Regions from separate parts of the Oryctolagus cuniculus genome. Here regions 2 and 3 are each linked to region 1. Evidence: chromatin contacts called from public Hi-C and Micro-C data. All regions are on one chromosome and are shown on one strand. Each heading gives the region's core, a stretch centred on a gene start, on an enhancer-like site or on the middle of the called end of the contact. The rest is flanking DNA. Distances are from core to core; before and after follow the strand shown. Region 1 holds the start of SPIRE1 (spire type actin nucleation factor 1). Region 2 holds the start of AFG3L2 (AFG3 like matrix AAA peptidase subunit 2). Region 3 holds the start of PRELID3A (PRELI domain containing 3A).

Region 1 (2,605 bases), core at 69-2,568:
AGTTTCACATAGCAATTAAAGACACTTGCCTCTCTGGCCTTCGGCACACAGTGATACTGCACTTTTTCACAAGTGGGATTATGCCCCCACAAGTAAGTGATGCGACTTTAAAGAGTTGTTTGTTACCTTTTGTAGTGAAATTATAATAAGGTACCAGGTAGCAGGACGCTCTCTTCTCCTGCCTCCATTGGTCCTTTCGCTTTTCCCCATTCCTGCCCGTATGGTGGTTATCTTAAGCATTTAACAACAGATTATTGTAATTTCTACTGCATACTGCAGGACACAATAGATGAAAGTGTGATTCAATATCTAATGCTGCACACAAAACTCTGCCCTGAAAGGTCTGTCACTACTTAGTGTAAGTTTCTTGGTACTTTCAGCTGGAGGTTTTCCACACAGGAATAGCCTCACTCAGAGGACACTGTTACCAATCAAACTCATTTAACAGTGGGGTGATTGTTCTATTTAAGAATTACCTATTTTTACTGCATGGTTTAATGGGCTCATTGAGGTCCCCCAAAAGTATGTCTTTGTTGCATTCTATGGCTCAACTCCCTCAGTCCAATTCTGTCAGTGCGATATCAGTTAAACACCGAATGAGCAGCTGAGCTAACTGGGCTACCACGAACGCGGTTACGGGGACACGTGATCTTAGTGAGAGGTTGCACAAATGTTACAAATGAATCCGAAACGACGCGGAAACCGACGGCTGCAAGCCCAGATCCTGATTTAGGCTTTTGGGTGAAGTCAGTTAGCAAAACCTGGAAAGATCTCCGCCCTCCCTGAACTCTGGAGAGATTCAGTACACCAGAAACCTCACCATAGCAGAGCAGGGCACGAGGAACCACAGCGCCGGTGGTCCAGGCTGCGAGCCGAGAGGAGCCTCGGCGCCCAGGGGCCAGCGCACACGTCCTGGGCAGCCAGAGGCGAGGGGTTCTGCAGACCTGAACTGAGGCCGGGTTCAAGCTCCTAATGAGATCGTCGGGAAACCAGTCCCGGGCATGGACAGCGACTTCCCCGCTCCGCAGGGTGGCGACCCGCTGGACACGCTCAGGGCCCCAGCACAGCCGGCGGGGCGGAGTCCCCGACCGTGGGAACCCTCCTGACCGCGCGCCCCGCCCCGCCCCCCGCAGCGGCTCCCCCCACGCAGCCCCCGACTCCTCGTCCTCTCCGGACCACGCGCCACGCCTCCGGCGGCCCCTGACCCCGCGCCACGCGCCCCCCGGCCGCGCCCCCTCCCCGGCCCCCCACCCCTACCGAGCGCCCTCTCCGGACCGTGCGGCTGCCCCGAGGGCTGGGCGCGGGGCGGGGCGAGGCGAGGCGGGGCGGGGCGGGCGGACGCCATCGCGTAGCTACCGGCCGGCGGCGGCCTGGTCAAGACATCCGCGGCGTCCTCGCCGCCCTCCGCTCGCCTACGCCGCCCGGGCCTTCGCCTCGGTCCCCGGGGCGGCGCGCGCGGCCGGGTTGGGCGGCGGCAGCGGCGGCGGCTCGGGGCATGAGGAGGCGGCGTCGCGCGGAAACGATGCTGTGGAGCTGAGGAGACGCGGACACACGGCGCGGCGGCCAAGCGCAGCGCCTATCCGCGGGATGGCTCAGGCGGCCGGCCCGGCAGGCGGCGGGGAGCCGAGGGCCGACCCGGCGAGCGGCGAGGGGCCGCCGGAGGCCGGCGCGGCCGGGGGCACGGAGGACGCCCTGAGCCTGGAAGAGATCCTGAGGCTCTACAACCAGCCCATCAACGAGGAGCAGGCGTGGGCCGTGTGCTACCAGTGCTGCGGCTCCCTGCGCGCCGCGGCCGCCCGCCGCCGCCAGCCCCGCCGCCGCGTGCGCTCGGCCGAGCAGATCCGCATCTGGAGGGACGGCGCCGTCACCCTGGCGCCCGCCGCCGGCGACGAGGGAGAGCCGCCCCCCACTGCGGGTGAGCCCACCGGGCCCCTTCCACTCGCAATCCTCGGGCCCTCTCTTTTTTGCAGACTCTGAGCTCAGTCCTTTCGTCCCCGCGATCCTCCCCCTCCTACGGTGCGCCGTGGGCAGGACCCGGGCCTGGGGACGTGGGGAGGGCGGAGTGGATGCTGCGAGCAGGCAGAGCTCCGCGTCCGTCAGAGTCTCGGGCGGGGGCGGATGGCTGCACAAAGAGCTGGGAGGGGGCCTGGGGCGAGCCTGGGGTCGGCGCGGGCCTGCGCCCCCCACGGCAGGCGGTGGGTCCCACCGGCTGCTGCGCGGGCTTGTTCGGGGGAACGATGCGGGGCTGCGTGCTTTCCGGAGAAGCTGTGTGCGTAGTTCGTGCCTGGGCCGTGCGCTTGGGGCTGTGCCCGCCGTGTGCTGAGGGGCTGTGAAGTGTTCACGTGAGAGCTTGTCAAGGAGTCTTAGAAATCGCATCTTTAGGAAGGAATAACCAGCTAGTATTTTAAATCTGACACAATGCCTTCGGTTTGGCAGTGTGAAGAACTCTAAAGCCCTGAGAATTCTGGTATTTTTTGGAGAAAGGGGGAAATGGACTAAATAATGTTTAACTTGAGGTTCGAAAATATCACTTACGTATATGTTAACTTGTGTGTGTGTGTGTGTGTGTGATGGAAAGCAATCTTGTAAAAAATGGACAGGATGT
Region 2 (2,605 bases), core at 34-2,533, 250 kb after region 1:
CGCCTGGACTCCTGTGTGCCGGCAGTGGGTGGGGGCGCCTGGAAACAGCGAGGTTATCCCAGGGCTCACCTTGGCAGTCTCCTGGCTCTCGGGGTTGCTGGCCATCACTGCCTGGTGTTTGACGTCTTCAAAACCATACTTCAGGTATTTTGCTTTTTGTATTTCTTGGTCGTTGCAGGCCCTGCTACTCTATATTATCTGGGAACAGAAAATTTCTCATTAAAAAATTGCTGCATCGTTTTGTACTGTGTGGCTTTTTTCATAGTTTTAACCAGGTCTTACAGATGGACACTTGGGTCATTTTCAGTCATTGCTACTGCAAATAATGCTGCCATTACACACGTTAACCTTGTGCTCACAGCATTTTATATGTCACCATTGCACGTGTCCATAAATGGGATAACTGGCTTGGAGTCCATGCCTTTGACATTTTGGAAGGCACCGCCAAATTCCCTCCCGGGGGCTGGCCGACGGTTGTTTCTGAGAACGTCTGGCCAGCAGCGAGCGGGCTGTCAAAATCTGGGTGCTTGCCATTTGGACAGGTCAGATAGTCATTGACCTCCTCACGTCTGTTCTTCCAGATGCCCCCCCCCCCCGCGGCTTTCTGAGGCCGCCTCTTCACTCGCCCGCCTTTTCTGTTCCTCTCCCATCCGCGACAGCAGACACAGTCACTGGCAGAGCTCACGGAGGATCCTCCTACAAAGTCCTCCCTTTCTACTCCGCAGTCTCACTCCCTGAGACCTTCCTGTCGGGCCCAGGAGAGCTGTTACAGAGTTCAGCCCAACTGACTCGTGATGCTTGGCACGACGCTCGGCAGTGGGCAGACGAGCAATTATATATTTTACCAGTGACTGGGCGAGAGCATGAATGCTAAAAAGGTGAAAGCATCTAGTCCTGAGAGACAGAACGGCTCAGGGGGGCAGCCCCGAAAACCTCCGCCACTAGCCCTTGGCGCCTCCTGGCTCGACCCTCTTGCCTATGCCCCGCCTCCAGCCTCTTCGTCCCCATTGGCCCCACCTCAAGCCCCGCCCCATTCTATGTTCACCGCCCCACTCGCCCTCCGCGCTTTCCCCCTAGGTCCCGCCCCCTGCCCTCACGGCGGCCTATCAATATGCTAGCCCACGCTAGCCACGCCCACGCCCACTCCCACTCCACAGCACGCCCCTCCTATTGGCTCCCTCCCTACTCTAGAAAGCGTGCCTCTTGGCCCCGCCCCACGCTTTCGTAGCCCGTCTCTCTTTGGCTACGCTTTCCGCTCGCCCTCCGCGCTGCTCTCCCTAGGCCCCGCCTTCAGCCCAGCCTGGGGTCGCAGCCGGCCCCCGGAGGGGACGCCGACGTCGGCACGCCGGGGCGGGGCCGGCGGGAGAAGACGCGCGTGTTTGGGGCGTGGGCTCCCTCGCGAGCCTTTGGCCGGCTGCGCTCCCCGGCAGCCGCTCTCGCCGGAGCCGAGTCCGCTTCCGAGGCCGCCGGTGGGCGGCATACGCCGCGCCTGCGCAGCGCTGGGGCGCTGCGGGCCGCTCAGGCGGCCATGGCGCACCGCTGCCTGCTGCTGTGGGGCCGGGGCGGCTGCTGGCCCCGCGGCCTCCCGCCGCTGCTCGTGCCTGGCGCCGGCCTGGGCCTCAGCCAGCGGCCCTGCCTCCGGAGGGTGAGTCCCGGGCGGCCGGCGCCCTTTGCCCTGCCGGTAGCCTGCTTACGGCCGCGAGCGGGCGTCAAGGTCACCGCCCTGCCGGAGCCGCAGCCGGGCCCCTGGGGAACGAGGCCGCGTGCCTGGTGGGGTCCGAGCCGAGCACCTGGCCCTCCGGCCCGGTGTCCGTGGTGCCGCGGGCGCTCTCGTGTGGCCGGCCCTGGGTGTTAGGTTCCGTCTGGGAAACGCTCATCTGTGGTGGAGCCGGGTCTTGGTCCTCAGCAGGCAACAGAAACCTGCGTGGGTCACGGCGCGGCGTGTTTTACCTGCTTTTATGACCTTGGAAAACAGAACGCGTGTGGTGTGTGTGTATTTCAGGGTCGCAGCGGGGCTTGTGCAGTCGGAAGATTTGGAGCAAGGCCCCGCGTCCTTTGTTTTCCCAGCTGTGGATTGGGCCTGTTGCTGGCCTTCTGAGACTGGCCCTAGGAGATACCAATAACTACGAATTCTCAGTATCAAAAATGCCACTTCCACAGGGTGGTAACTACGTATTTGGTTACATAACAGGGCCTGCCCTCATCAGGAGGCTGTTTCTCTTGAGTGGTAACAAGCCCTGTGCAGGGCGCAGTGTGATGCTAGTGTTGACAGAACCAGGCAGGCGTCTGTCTCAGGGAAGGTGTATTGATTAGTGGGTGTCAGCTGTTGGCTGACACAGCTGCGGCTTGTCAGCCCTTAGCGGTGCATAACATGATTGAGGCCCTGGGGTCAGCCATCGGAAGTTGGCTTGACCACTTAATGGCCCGAGACACTTAAAAGGAGGGAGTAATAGTACAGTGACCCCATGGTGTTCGTGGGGAATGGGCTCCATCAAGGATGCTCAAATCCCCTATATAAAACAGTATTGAGTGCATGTAATCTATGCACATTCTTTCGTATACTTTGAATCGTGTTCAGTAGGTGCAATATTTTCCTCCAAATTTT
Region 3 (2,605 bases), core at 30-2,529, 230 kb after region 1:
GGCTGAACAGCTTGAGATCTGCTGGCGTCCCTGGGCCTTTGACCCATACACACACACACACACACACATTGCGCCCGCGCGCGACGCTGGCCACTGCAGCGTGCTCTGTAAGAAGGGGGAACCCTGATGTCCTTTCAACAAGAGAAAGGGCAAACTGTGGCACATTCATGCAACGGAATGTCACCCAGCTATTGTGATCTATGTATACATTTGCATAGACCTCTATCTCACTATGGACAGTTCTCAGAAATGTACTGATGGGGCCAGTGCTGTGGCGTACCAGGTAAAGCTGCCACCTGCAGTGCCGGCATCCCATTTGGGCGCTGGTTTGAGTCCCGGCTGCTCCACTTCTGATCCAGCTCTCTGCTATGGCCTGGGAAAGCAACTGAAGATGACCCAAGTCCTTGGGCACCTGCACCCACATGGGAGACCCCGGTGGAAATCCAGGCTCCTGGATTTGGTCTGTGTCTCTCAAATAAAAATAAATTTAAAAATTCAGAGGTTTTGAAACCAGCTGATATTAATTTTACATTTAAAAAGCCAAAGGATCCTTCCATTTTGTGAAGTTGGTTTTTTTTTTTCCCTCCCGGAAATGAAATGCTGAAAAATCTTAAAGGGTAATCTTGGAGCGCCATGGATCAGATTGAGAGGAGGCATCACTTAGGTCTGGATGGCCTGGACGGCCTGGAGGCCTACAAGGAAATTCAAGGCCAAGGTCCCCTAGGTGCCTTCTTCCCACTCAGCTCCCTCCGGGGCCATCACGGGCTGCGGACCCTTCAGAAAACAGCCCCAAGGCTCAGATCGCCGGCACTGCATGACATCCGCAGGCCCGTACCAGCTCAGGAGACCCCCTAGCCCCTAGCCCCAGCACGCAGCACAGTGCACCCAGGTCTCAGCCCGCCCCCGTTGGGGACGACGCCTGCCCGGACCCCACCCCTCGCACCGCCCTCCTCCGCCAGTAGGCCCAGGCAGCCCGGACCGGCCAGCTCCGCCTCCCCCGTGCGCTCGCCCCGCAGCAGCGAGTCCCCCGCCCGCAGACTACCATCCCTCAGGGCTGCGGGTCCCGAGGTGGGAGCGGCCTCTGCGGGGCAGACCCAGCGGGGCTCAGGAACAGAAGCCGGTGTCGGCAGAAAGCCCACCGCGGCCCGCGGCCCGGCCTCACCCGAACACGTGCTCCGAGCTCCAGATCTTCATCGTCGCGGCCGCAGGGCGCGCGCTCGGAGCCGCTCTGGACCGGGCATCGGGAGCGGGGGGCGGGGGGTGGGGAGTGGGCGGGGCGTGCGCAGGCACCGCCCTCCGGCCACGTGATCCGCTGGCTGCGGAGGCTAAAAATAGGGATGCGGGCGGCCGCTGTGAGGTTCGCAGTGACTTGCGCGGCTGTAAATATGGGGCCTGGGGGCTCGTTCCCAGCTCGTCCACTTTCTCCCAGAGCCTTTCCGGCTGCGCGGTTTCCGCTTGGGCAGTATCGTGAAAACCAAAAATGCCAGTCCTGCTGGAGGACCTCCCCACAGGGGTAAAGAGAAAGGAAACAGAGCGCGGGTAGCTAAGCTGTAACCAGAATGCGGGGCGCACCACAGGCGGTCGGCTAAGGAGGAGGAGGTTGCTCTCTCCACTCCCCCAGGCTCCCCGCCACCCCGCGCACGCCACTCGGCAGCTCACCCTCAGGGTCCAGCCTCAGCTTCAGCACAAACCCCTCCCAGCTCACCCTGTCATCGCGCAGCCCAGCTTTAGCTCAGACCCCCAAGCCCCTTCCCGCCCCTTTGCACCGTAGAAGCCGCTAAGGGAGCGGCCCCCTCTCTGCTGTGTGTTCACCTGGGACTGAGCCCCTTCCGGACTTCGCTCTTCTGAGTAAACCTGGTCTGCTGTGGCTGCGTGCTCTGTCTCTTCTTTGCTGACAAGGGACGTTTCTCGAATCTTGGCAACAGAAGGGGTTTGCAAATTGCAGCCTGGCAGGACCTTGGTGCTGGGTCCCTTCCCTCCCTGGGACCTCGGGAGGTGGGGCTGCCATCTTCCTTGGTAATGGCATTTACAAGAGGCGGCTCCCAAAGCCTGGAGGGAAAAAAATATTCCTGGTTTATAAACTAGAAAGGGGGCTTACTTGGCCTTTAAAAACAGCGCCTATGGGGTCGGCTCTGTGGTTCAGTGGGTTAAAAGCCACAGCCTGCAGTGCCTGCATCCCACGTGGGCACCAGTTCGAGTCCTGGCTGCTCTGCTTCTGATCCAGCTCCCTGCTAGTGCACCTGGGAAAGCAGCAAGTGCTTTGGACCAAGTGCTTGGACCCCTGCTACCCACGTGGGAAACCTGGAAGAAGCTCCTGGCTCCTGGCTTTGGCCTGGCCCAGCCCTGGTTGTTGCAGCCATTTGCAGGGTGAATCAGTAGGTGGAAGACCTCTCTCTCTGCCTCTCCTTCTCCCTCTGTAACTCTGCCTTTCAAATACAGAAATCAATCTTAAAACAACAGTGCATACGTGTCAGAACAGCAGCTTGCAGTTACGTTTCTTTAAGTAACTCAGGGAAGGAAGGGAAAGGGATCCTTTTCATTTTTACTCCAGGGGAGAATTTCATTTTTTTTTTTGTTTTTGGGTGGTTGTTGTTGTTGTTGTTTT

What was found. Hi-C and Micro-C count contacts between places; a contact is called where the count stands out from the background.
Region 2: a contact with region 1 is called in a Micro-C map of ear pinna, with 5 times the contacts expected there. The contact joins the promoter of AFG3L2 here to the promoter of SPIRE1 in region 1. A contact is called at or near these places in 4 of 6 Hi-C or Micro-C datasets (ear pinna, liver, psoas muscle and 1 more).
Region 3: a Hi-C map of psoas muscle shows a contact between it and region 1, with 4 times the contacts expected there. The contact joins the promoter of PRELID3A here to the promoter of SPIRE1 in region 1. A contact is called at or near these places in 5 of 6 Hi-C or Micro-C datasets (ear pinna, embryonic fibroblasts, liver and 2 more).

The regions. Positions count from the first base shown.
Region 1 is chr10:69,511,157-69,513,761 of mOryCun1.1, reverse strand. SPIRE1 (spire type actin nucleation factor 1) reads left to right here and starts at 1,318. Exons shown (of 17, transcript XR_007921864.2): 1 at 1,318-1,915.
Region 2 is chr10:69,261,000-69,263,604 of mOryCun1.1, reverse strand. It overlaps AFG3L2 (AFG3 like matrix AAA peptidase subunit 2), which reads left to right and starts at 1,283. Exons shown (of 17, transcript XM_070050510.1): 1 at 1,283-1,645. The coding sequence starts at 1,529. LOC138844057 (a long non-coding RNA gene) reads right to left here and starts at 198. Exons shown (of 2, transcript XR_011379446.1): 1 at 70-198.
Region 3 is chr10:69,284,418-69,287,022 of mOryCun1.1, reverse strand. PRELID3A (PRELI domain containing 3A) reads right to left here and starts at 1,279. Exons shown (of 6, transcript XM_008261009.4): 1 at 1,163-1,279. The coding sequence starts at 1,194.